2 separate regions of the Mus musculus genome follow, and region 2 is linked to region 1. A link is a contact called in public promoter capture Hi-C data. All regions are on one chromosome and are shown on one strand. The core of a region is the stretch at or near the end of the contact, and the rest is flanking DNA. Distances in the headings are between cores, read along the strand shown.

What was found. Capture Hi-C pulls out chosen DNA fragments and counts their contacts.
Region 2: a contact with region 1 is called in a promoter capture Hi-C map of adipose tissue. The contact joins the promoter of Cdc42ep1 here to the promoter of Cyth4 in region 1. A contact is called at or near these places in 19 of 39 promoter capture datasets (3T3-L1-derived adipocytes, the C10 cell line, the HPC-7 cell line and 11 more), 4 of 15 datasets of contacts at CTCF or cohesin (embryonic stem cells, hippocampal excitatory neurons, large pre-B cells and 1 more), 24 of 484 Hi-C or Micro-C datasets (B cells, the C10 cell line, CD4 T cells and 14 more), 17 of 115 datasets of contacts at active chromatin or transcription factors (Th17 cells, acute myeloid leukemia, astrocytes and 11 more) and 4 of 9 other capture datasets (adipose tissue, embryonic stem cells, liver and 1 more).

The regions. Positions count from the first base shown.
Region 1 is chr15:78,594,464-78,599,846 of GRCm38.p6, reverse strand. It overlaps Cyth4 (cytohesin 4), which reads right to left and starts at 2,800. Exons shown (of 13, transcript NM_028195.3): 1 at 2,628-2,800. The coding sequence starts at 2,646. Gm52186 (a long non-coding RNA gene) reads left to right here. Exons shown (of 4, transcript XR_003951538.1): 4 at 743-1,281.
Region 2 is chr15:78,841,328-78,846,468 of GRCm38.p6, reverse strand. It overlaps Cdc42ep1 (CDC42 effector protein (Rho GTPase binding) 1), which reads right to left and starts at 3,822. Exons shown (of 3, transcript NM_027219.3): 1 at 3,744-3,822.

The DNA.
Region 1 (5,383 bases), core at 1,551-4,050:
GACCACCTTGAGGGAGGTGGAAGCTGGGTTTCCCAATGCCACTCCGCCTCCCTCTGTGTGCTGGCCCTGAGTGCTCTCAGTGCCCCTCCCTCTTGACTGAGGACCCACTGTGTGCACTGCTCCTCCCGTCTCTCAATCCCCCATACTCTGAAGAGGGGATTTCTAACTCCCTGCTATAGGTGATACTCTTGGGGTTCAGAGAGGTTAAATGGCCTCTCTCAGCCAACATAGCTGGTTGCGGTGGAGCTGGGGTAGCGCTCTACCTACCTGGGGCCAGAGCCTACAACCCTCCTAGAGCCTTGTGAAATCCACACGCCTGGGCAATCTGACCCTATGCCAACCACAACGGTGTGAAAGCGGTCACCTTCACCCCTACCTAGTCTGCCCTCTGTGTCCCAGTCTCAGGCCAGTGAGTGCCCAGTGCCCACTGCCCGGCAGCTGCCACCTCAGCTCCTCACCACTTCCCTCTCACCCTTCCTCTTTCCCATCTTATTTTTGGTGCCTGCAGCTTGGCTTCCAGGCCAGCTGGCCCCAGTTCCCCTTTCCTGGTGAAGGGGGTACCAGTGGGCGTACAGGGACGGGGCTCCTGAGGGGTGGTTAGGTAGAAGGGGAGGGAGCTTCCTCTCCCTGCCAGTGCGCTCTAGTGTTAGCCTGTCTGCCCTCATGCCTTCACCAGGCAGGGCTCACCTTGTTGCAGGCCCTGGGGGAAGGAAGGGTCTTAACCTGCTTCCCTGTAATGCAGGTTCATGGCGGAGCCAGAAGCAGCTTGGGAGAGCCTTTGCCACCATCCCCTTCCATAAACATCACAAAGGAGCCCGTGCCTCCTGCAGAAGAGACCCAGCCCTGGCACCTGCAGGGCAGATGCCCACATTCTCAGAGGCAGGCCAGGAAGACAAAGGACCAGCCGTTCACAGACAATGAATCTGAGGAGAGCCCCGGCCTCCATGGGCTTCTGTGGGACCTGGGTAACAGAAAGATTCCCCCTTCCCTGATGCCTCCCCCAGGAAGTCCCCAGTCCCCTTTCTCATTCTTCTCATTTGTGGGTATGGCCAGGCGGGGATCAGAGTCCTCTGTCCCTCCACTCAGCACCCTGGAATGTCAACCAGCTCCCCTTTGGCCATTTTGAAGCATGCCACGGGGCCGTTTGTAAAATGGATGAATAAATAATGAACAAACAGAATGATGGAGCAGTCCGTGGAGACCCTTTGCCTGGTCTCCCTTTGCCTTCTTGTTGGCCTTGAACCTCAGCCTAGTCCCTGTGTCTTTGTGGAACTTAACTCAACCGCCCCCCCCCCCCCCCACACACACAACACCCAAAGAGACAAGGGAGAGGTTATATTAAGGAGATCTTTGGTGGCCAGAGCCACAGCCTCTTCTTATATTATGTCCTGTCAAAGCCCCCTGTATCCCGACCATAAATAAATGGCTGTTGAAAGAGTCTGAGGGAGCCAGGTGCAGTGGTGGTGCACACCTTTAATCCCAGCACTTGGGAGGCAGAGGCAGGCAGGTCTCTGTGAGTTTGAGGCCAACCTGGTCTACAGAGCTAGTTCCAGGACAGTCAAGGCTACATGGAGAAACACTGTCTCCAAAAATCTAAAAATAAAGGGGGTGGGGATAAGAAAGAGAGAGAGAGAGAGAGAGAGAGAGAGAGAGAGAGAGAGAGAGAGAGAGAGAACAAACAAAAGAAAGGAAGGAAGGAAGAACCTGATCGGTTTCTGGAATACAGAACAAGGCATAGCATCTGGAGAATACCCAGCACCAGTGAGCAGGGCTCAGCACCAGTGGGCGGGGCTCAGCACCAGTGGGCGGGGCTCAGCACCAGTGGGCGGGGCCCAGTGCTGGTGGGTGGGGCCTGGCTGTTAAGGGTTAGGTATCATTTGGAGAATCTGTCACTCTGAACCAGTCATATAGACCTGGGGATCCAGACAGCCAGCAGCTGCAGTCCCTCAGAGCCCAGAACTCCAAGAGAACTCTCTGAGGGTACAGGGACATGGCTCCACCCACAGCCCTGCTCTCTGCTCCCTGAGAACCACACCAGCCTGTCCCTCCCATTTCCTTTTTCTCTGTCCCTCAGACCCACCGCCCTGGTTACTGAGTGAACAGGGCCTACTGTGCCAGGGCCTCATTGAATGAATGTTACTCCTTCAGGCAGTGTCCCCAGCCTCCATCAAACGTCACCAGACCCCAGGAGCTAAGAAGACTCTGTAGGGCCCTCACAGGGTCTAGGCAGGTGTCACCACCAACAATATCCACCTTCATCAGAAGTCATTCTTCCCAGGTCCCTTATGGGGGGCCTTCCCTCCTGAAAACTCTTCCTTGGAACTCCCAAGAACTCTGCTGAGCCGCGTCGGCCTGAGCACTCCCAATTCCTTCTTCCCTCGTCCTTGATCTCCTGTTTTATCTATCTTTTATCTCGTTTGTCATCATCCACCTCATAGTGCAGAGCCCAGGAGGTAAGCAACCACTCAGATGCCTGTGGGACCCCGAGGCCTGGAGTCTAGCCCGGTGCCTACCTCTGCACATGGAGTTTGAGGTTTTCTTTCCTGGCCTTCTGGGCACGGCTGCCCTTGATTCCCTGTTCTGCCGGAGGAAAGGACTGAGGCCCGTGGCTGGGACCTATCGCTTACCTGTGTGACACACATCCATTCTGAAGCCCAGGGGAAAGGTGGCCCAGCTGCTTGCCTTGCCAGCTCAGCTGCTGCTCTGGTGGGTAGCCAAGAGGACCAGTCATGGCCCCTTCCTGCCTGCCCCGCCCAGACCCTGTGGGAGGAAGTCAGCCCTGGCCACAGGGGTCTGTGCGCAGGCTCCTGACACAGAGCGCACTTCCTAAAGGCAGTTGAGTTTCACCAGTTAGCTCAGACCCTGGCATCTGAGTACTTGGAAAGTGGGGAAGCAGAAGGAAGACAGAGCTAGGGCAGGGGAGTGGGGGTGGGTGGATAAAGACAAACAGACAGACAGACAGACAGGTGGATTATGGGCCCCCACAAGCTCAGTCACAGGGGAAGAAGGTCCTAACGATGGACCTTCTCTGGGGGGCGCGGGTCTTTACCCAGCAACCTCTTTAAATATAAGCCAAAAGATTTCCCAGCTTCTAGGGTCCTCTCTGAACTCCCCTGAATCAAATCTCATTGGAGAAAAGACAAGTCATTCAGGGATGGGGGAGGGGCTTTGCTTTTTTTTTTTTTTTTAAAGAAATGCCCCCCCCCCCCCCCACGTCTCACAAAGTGTCTAATTTCCCTCTCTCCCCGGGCCGCTAGGAAACTCACCATCAAATCTGTACAATCCTTCCATGTGACTTTGTGGCCAGATCCAGTTGTTTGACCCTCAGCATCTCCACTCAGGCAGGTGTCACCACCAACAGGGTGCATGTGACTTCGGGCTAGTCAACCTATTACACCGAGTCTCATTTGGCTTGCGTCCGAAGAGAGTATGCACACTCAACCTTGGGAATGTAGAAAGAGCAGTGTAAGATTCTTGGAATGTAGTAGGTGTTCAAAAAATGATTTTCCTTTAGGCTTTAACTGCCCCCCCCCCAGCTGCCCCATTGTTGACTGCTTTGTTTCTCAGGCCTTTTCTGGTGAGTTGGTTCAGATCCTGCAGAGAAAAAGGGATGGCTGACAGAAACTTCAGTCAGAGGAGCGCTTACTCTTTGGAATTCAGGGCACATCCTGGCTCACTGATCTGTTTCCAATCTATTTAGAAGTCCAGTGAGGGCAAGGTCACATTTGTGTCCTAGTCTCTCGTAAAATGTGAGGAGAAAGGAGTGTTCAAGTGAGGATGAACTAATGAATGAGTGAATGAATGAATACACCCAGGGAAGATAGGCATGTAGTTCCTTCCTTGAGTGATGCAGACATTTCCGGCCTGGAGGTATAGGCCTGTCATCCTGGCTTCTTGGGAGACTGAGGCAGGAGGATTAAAAATTCAAGCCTGATCCAGTGAAAACCTGTCTTAAAATAAGAAACAAGAAGAGGGTTGGGGACATAGCTCATGGGTAGAGAGCTTGTCTAGCATAGCCAAGGCCCTGCACATGCACACGCACACACAGAAGTGGGGTGTGCCCCCCCCCCCACCGCCTGGAGTCTGAGCTCAACCCTGTGTCTTTGACCCAAAGTCTAGCTGAGAGAGTGGTGCAGTTTTATGTATCAACAACAGGGGGCGCCCTGGAGGCCTGGATTAATCTGGTTTACGGAATGGAGCAGGCTGGCCTCTGCAGCATTCTGGCTTTCCAGATGCCCTGTGTCTCCCACTTCTGTCCTTTCTCATCCAAGTTTGGCCACAGGACTTGCTAAGAAACAGGATCCTCCACAGGCAGCAGGAAGGTGGGAGCTAGTGCTTGCGGGTGGGGTGGGCTACAGCAGGGACAGAGAACTGGGGGAAAAGGTCCCCATTGCCACATCGAAATTCACCCTTAGGAATTTCTCCCGCCCCTGAGACCCCTCCCAGGATTACTGGTCATTAGCTAATGTGGGCAGCATCTGACCGCAATGGCGATCAGTTTACATTATGTAGGAGGAGCCAGTGCCTGTCATTAAAGGGACCATGACTTGGGTGATCATCAGGGTGGTTAGTGTAAATTGTCAACTTGACAGAGTCTAGAGCCCCCTGGGAGACAGGCCTCTGGACATGTCTGTGGGGGTCATCTTAGTTTTTGTTAATCAGGAAGGGGAGACCTGCCCACTGTGGGTGGCGCCATTCCCTGGCTGGCTTCCTGGACTGCATAAACAGAGACAGGAAGCTGAGCAGCAGCAGTGTGCTCATCTATCTTCCTCAGCTTCCTGACTGTGGGTGGAATTTCACTGGCTGCTTCAATCTGCTGCCTTGCCTCTTCTGTCATGGCGGACTGTACCTTTGAGCTCTGAGAAGAATAGAAACTAAGTTGCTTTTGTCAGAATATAATGTCATAGCAACAGGGAAAACAAACAAACACTAAGACAGCAACTAGGACAATGATGGCAAACCACAGTTCAGATGGCTTCCCTGCCCTGATAGTAAATATGTAACTCCTCCTGAAGGAGGGACTGATTGGCTCAGTCCTAGAGCGTCAGGACTGGGTTTGGACTGGGGCTATAGATGCCAGAAAGAAGACCTGAGCATCGCGCCTACACCTGTAGTGCTAGCATTTGGGAGGTGGAAGCAAGAGGAATTAGGAGTTCAAAGTCATTCTTGGCTATATTGGTGAGTTAGAGGCCAGCCTGGGCTACATGACACCCTATCTCAAAAACTGAAAAGACAAGGGGAGGAGAGCAAGGAGAGTGGCCATGAAGAAGCCACAGGCATCTCATTGCTACTGTGTCACCAAGGAGGATCTGGGGAGGAGGGCTAGCTTTCATGGGCAGGCAGAGAACCACCGTGGGATCACAATGCTGGAAACTGAGGTCCT
Region 2 (5,141 bases), core at 2,573-5,072, 250 kb before region 1:
CCCACACCAGAGTCTGAGAACACACAGAGTGGACGGCAGCCTCTGAGTATCACTGAATGGCCCGGGCACAAAGACTCCATTCTGTTTTGCGTTCACAGCGGGCATCAGCGAAGCAGAAAAATGATTGATCGATCTCTACCTAAGGCCCGCCGGGGAGGTGCCCACGGCTCTCCTGCACAAGTCAGATGACGTGTGGACACTAGACCTGCAGGAGGCGGGCGCCAGAGCAGGAATGAGAATCTCTGGTGACTTAGTGCCTGTGGCGTCTTAGTGAGGAATGGAGCAGGGAAATTGGGCTACCTATCCCAGGGTCCCAGGCAACATCGCCTCTGGCTGGCAAGTTTCAGTTTTCTGTAGGTTCAATCTATTCTACCTGGAGAGGTCAGGAGAAAGGGGGCACCCTGCCAAGGTCCTGTGCAGGGCTGTGTACACAGCCGGCCTCCCAGCCGGCCAGCACTGATGGTGCACAGAAACCTTGGCCTCCAAGGTGCTTCCTGGAAAAGGAATCCTGCGGTCAGAAGTGGCTTTTTCCAGCTGGCTCCTACATGCTTGAGTTGACTCAAGGCTCTGAGAAGGCCTGCGGGAAAGGGCTTTATCTGTTTGTCAGCTTGATAGAGGAGCCTTGTTGGGGAACAAGTTTTGGAGGGGTGGGGGGAGTCCTGTGGGTGCCAAAGGACCCTTCCTGATCCCTCAAGGACCCTCTCTCTTGTCCTTACTGTCTCAGCTGGTCCCTCGGTGTCCCCTCTTCTCCTTCCCTAGGGGGTTGGAAAGCCTTTGGGAATCCTGTAGACTGAACTCTGATTTTCTGGGACCCAGTGAGGGCCACGCTTGCTCAAGGTCCCACCAAAAAGCTAGTCCCAACTTGAACTCGGAGCCTCTGACTCACTTAAGCCCTCGCTGGCTTTCGGGGCCCAGTCTTGTTTCCCTGAGCAGGCTGAGGGTGGAGCGACGCCTGGATTTTCCTGCCTCTCTCCCTCCCGGCACTAGCACGTGGCCGGCCTAATCGCTAGCTGAGATAACCTTCCCGCCAAAGACTACCTCCTGGCACCTTCTGAGGTGGGTAGAGTAGGCTGGGGACTCAGAGTCCTCACCCTGTGACCTTGGACAAGTCACCTCCACACACCTGCTCAGCTGATAAAGATCTAGACCAGAGATTCAAAATTGGCTTGGTTTTTTTTTTTTTTTAATTTTCTCAGCCCTAGCTGCCGCCTGCAAGCATAAAAATTCTCAGTGCGAGCCCTTCTATAATGTTATTTGAAATTCAAAATAGGTTAACTAACAAGATAAAACAAAGAGGAGAACTGGACAAAGCTCGCTTTGTTTTGGGACTGCATTCTCTTCCGTCCTACCACCGGATCCTCCTCCAACCCTAGCTCCTCCCCACACCAGGAGGGGGGGCAACTTGTGAATCATCCCTTTCCCTGGCACCCCCAGCACCGAAAGGTCCCCTGTGGAATGTTTGCTGAAGTTATAAAGCACTTTGCTTTGCTGTAGGCCGACCAATGACATGATGTCATCAGATGAGTCTCCAACACCCCCTTGAGGCTGGAAGGCTGGCTCAGGCTACAAAGAAGGCTGACACGGCCTGGGGAACAGACTCACCCAGGTCCCGTGGCAGGTAAACGCCGGCCAGGTTTCCCAGCCCTATAAAAACTAGTCTGTGGAGAAAGGAGTTGTGGAGTAGCGTAGGGCTCACTCAGCAAAATGGCACGTGGAAGGGTCCACTGTGCCTACCGTGTAAACGTGGTAGATACCCTCCCCCACCAGATCCTCTAACTTCTGAGTGTCTTCCAGGGAGAGGGGTCCTGTCCCCATATCACTCCTTGACTAACCATGTGATGAAGCCACCTCCCAAATGCCTCTGGGCACCTCTAGATAGCATCCTCTACACCCATCTACTGAGGCAGAGCATCCTGGCTCAACTTCAGCTACTGTTTCTGTCTTCACATGGAGAAAGCAGGTCTAAGAGCCTCTGCCAGAGAAGGGAGGAGGGGGTAGAAGATGGAGAAACTTCTCCCATCCTGGAGTGGGGCAGGCCTGGGTTCAAATCCAACATTTCATGAGTAAGGGACATATTTCATTCCAGCCACCTACCTACCCCGTGGTGCTAACCACAGACAGTTGCTGGCCTTTAGGTCGGTCGCTCTGCCTGACCCGGATCTAAGGTACTGGAACCTTTCGTGTCTCAAAGGCCCAGGCAATCGCCCCTGTAAAGGTTCCCGGCTCCCATTTTACATGGGGGTTGGGGGAAGAGACCCAGATCACAGAACAAAAACAGCGTGAACCCTGGAGCTGACATTTTACCAACACTGGCAGAATGGCCTTGCCCTCTGAGAGAAGGTGGTAGCTAAGGAGAAGCTAGCATGAGAGGAACGGGACTCAGGCTCTGCACTTCGGCATCCGGGACCAGGGCATGAGTGGCCACAGTGAGGCTTAGTACCCCCACAGAACTCTTATATTTACTGTGCAATGGTCTGGGCACGTGGCCAGGGCTCCCTCAGTAGTAATGACCACAGGGACAAGTTTTGGGGCATTGGCCGGCTCCACTCACTCAGAGGCCAACGGGGTGGATGTGGAGGCAAGGAAGTGGGGTAAGAGAAGCCACTCCGATGGTGGGGAAAGAGAGGGAGCAGAGCAGAAGAGCAGAAGCGCTGCTCCTTGGAGTACCCAGACACACCCTCAGGCAGGTGTGCAGAGCCCCACCTCCCGGACAGCCTGCTGGGGGCGCCGGAGGGGAAGTGTGGGTACAGTGGCTCTTTGATAGATAGCAACACTGAAACCGCGGGATTTTGTTGCTTCCTATTTTCCCCAATTTGTGACATTTGAGATTAGAAGTCCTCCAGGGACATCCCCTCAAAGTCCAGCACTTTGGGGTGGAAGACAGGGAAACTAAGACAAACTGCCCAGAGTCACTGTCCCAGATCAGACTTCTCTGAACTTCGTTGAGCCGGTAGGACAGAAGGGAACCACTGGAAAGTGGGAGGAAAGACGTGTGTGTTGTTGAAAAGGTCTTGCTATATATCTCCCAGGCTGACCTCGAAATTGTGACCGTCCTGCCTCAGTTTCCCAAGTGGTGGCGGTATTAAATTGTGTGTGACACTACCGACTAAGACGTCTTCTTGCCCCAGCACCCCAAGTTAAAGCTAGGCAGTCCCCCCCTCCACCGCTGTGCTCTCTCAGCCTCAGTTTCCCAGTGTAGAAAAACGGCCTTCAAACTTGGCGAGTTGGGACAAGGGCACAATCAGTTGGGATGGGAAGTCCAGGAAAAACTTCAACCAGGAAACATTCCCTTCTGGGAACCTCATAAGAGAGACTTTGGGAGAGTCTCTCGCTCCCGTCCGGCGCGGGCAGAGGGCAGCGGCTGCCGTGGCCAGAAGGGAACCGGACGGGATGACCTCATCCGCTGCTCCAGCCTGGAATGCAGCTGGGGAGGGGGCAGGGTGCCCTGTCCCCATCGTCCGTCCCCCCCACCCCCCAGCTTCCCGCTCCCGCGCTGGCGTCGCCGAGAGGCCCTGGGGTCCCTTCCCTTCCGCTGCCCGCGCAGGAACGCGGCAGACGGCCCTGGGCACCTCTGCTCGCGTCCCAGTATACTGCGTTACCCTTCGGTTTTGGTGCCCTGAGCCGTCCCGCAACGTGACAAAACCACCCGAGAAGTCTGAACTTTCCAGCCTCCTACGGATTGGCCCCGCGCACCCTCCGCGCCCAGGACTGTACGCACTCCCCCGGCCCGCGCCCACGATTACCTCGTGTCGTCGAGCCCGGGGGGTCCAGGGGCGGGCGCGGCGGCGGCGCGTCCCAGCGCTACCCGAGAGTCGCTGGGCCGGTCTGCGCCGCCCTGGCCGCGGGCTCGGCCGCCAGATCCCGGGGCGGGGGCGGGCTGCGGGCTCCCTCCGCCCCTGCTCCGCCCGCGGCGGCCGCGCCCCCTCCCGGGCTGGCTGGCCACGCCGCGAGCGCTGCAGTGGCGCGGCAGGGATGCCAAGCCAGGCCAGGCCCCTGCCCACCACCCCTAGGCGGGGCGACCTCGGGAATGTTCGCTCTGTCTTGAGCCCGGACTGCCTGGAGGAGGCCACTGGGACTCTTTGCTGCCCACTGCTCCTTAGATGACCTCGGGGAGTCCAGGATTGACAGCCCTGTCCTGGGCCTCCAGCCTTTCCTTGCTGGGGCGGGAGGAACTGACCAGAAGACTCGCTGGAATTTTTTTCTTTCTTTCTTTCTTTCTTTCTTTCTTTCTTTCTTTCTTTCTTTCTTTCTTTCTTTCTTTCTTTTTTTTTTAAATGTGGGGCATTCACTCTTTCCCATTTTCTCCATTCCCCATTCCTGGCAACCCAATACAAGCCCCGTCGGGTGCCAGCAGAATATTTAGCTGCTCTGGGGAAGAGGCCTTTACAGCTGACCACTATGTAGAGGGGTGTAGGGTAACCTGTGATAATCTCATGGACCCTTAAGCTGGGATGGCCCTTGTTCCTCCTTGCCTTTCAAGTGTCTCAGTTTCCCCATGGGGCCGGAGACAGGGCTCAGCAGTTAAGAGTGCTTTATGCTCTTCCAGAGGATGGAAGTTCTGTTCCCAGAAACACACACACACACACACACACACACACACACACACACACACATACCCCTACTATAGTGGAGTTATCAAAGCAGACATCAGATATTACATTATCTTCTGTTCTCCGCTCTAACAACTAAGAGAGTTGCTGAACAGGTAAATGAGGTCACACCTTAGAAACCTTTAGTGAGGCCCCCACTACTTCAAAGAAGGCACAAAGCCAGCCATGCTCAAGAAGACAGATCCTAGGCCCCTCCATCCGTGTACCCTCTGATTTTTCTGTGACGACAGACAGACAGGAATCCTGGGGGCTGTGTGTGGCAGTACATGTCCCTAAGGTAGTCTGGGAGTGGGGTATTGAGCAAGGTTCCCTAAAGGAGCAGGAAGCCAGGTTAAGTTTTAAATAGAGATGCAGAGGGCCTAGGAAGTTCACACTGGACAGACTGTGGGCAAAGGCTTTGAGCTCAGAGGCAGGGATGGAGCTGGGCGGTACTGTCCCTGCAGGGGTGAGGAGCCCTAAGGACCGAGGGGGACAGGACAGGACAAGCTCTTACTCCTCCCTCACAGAATGCTGTGCTTCAGGGTTGGCACT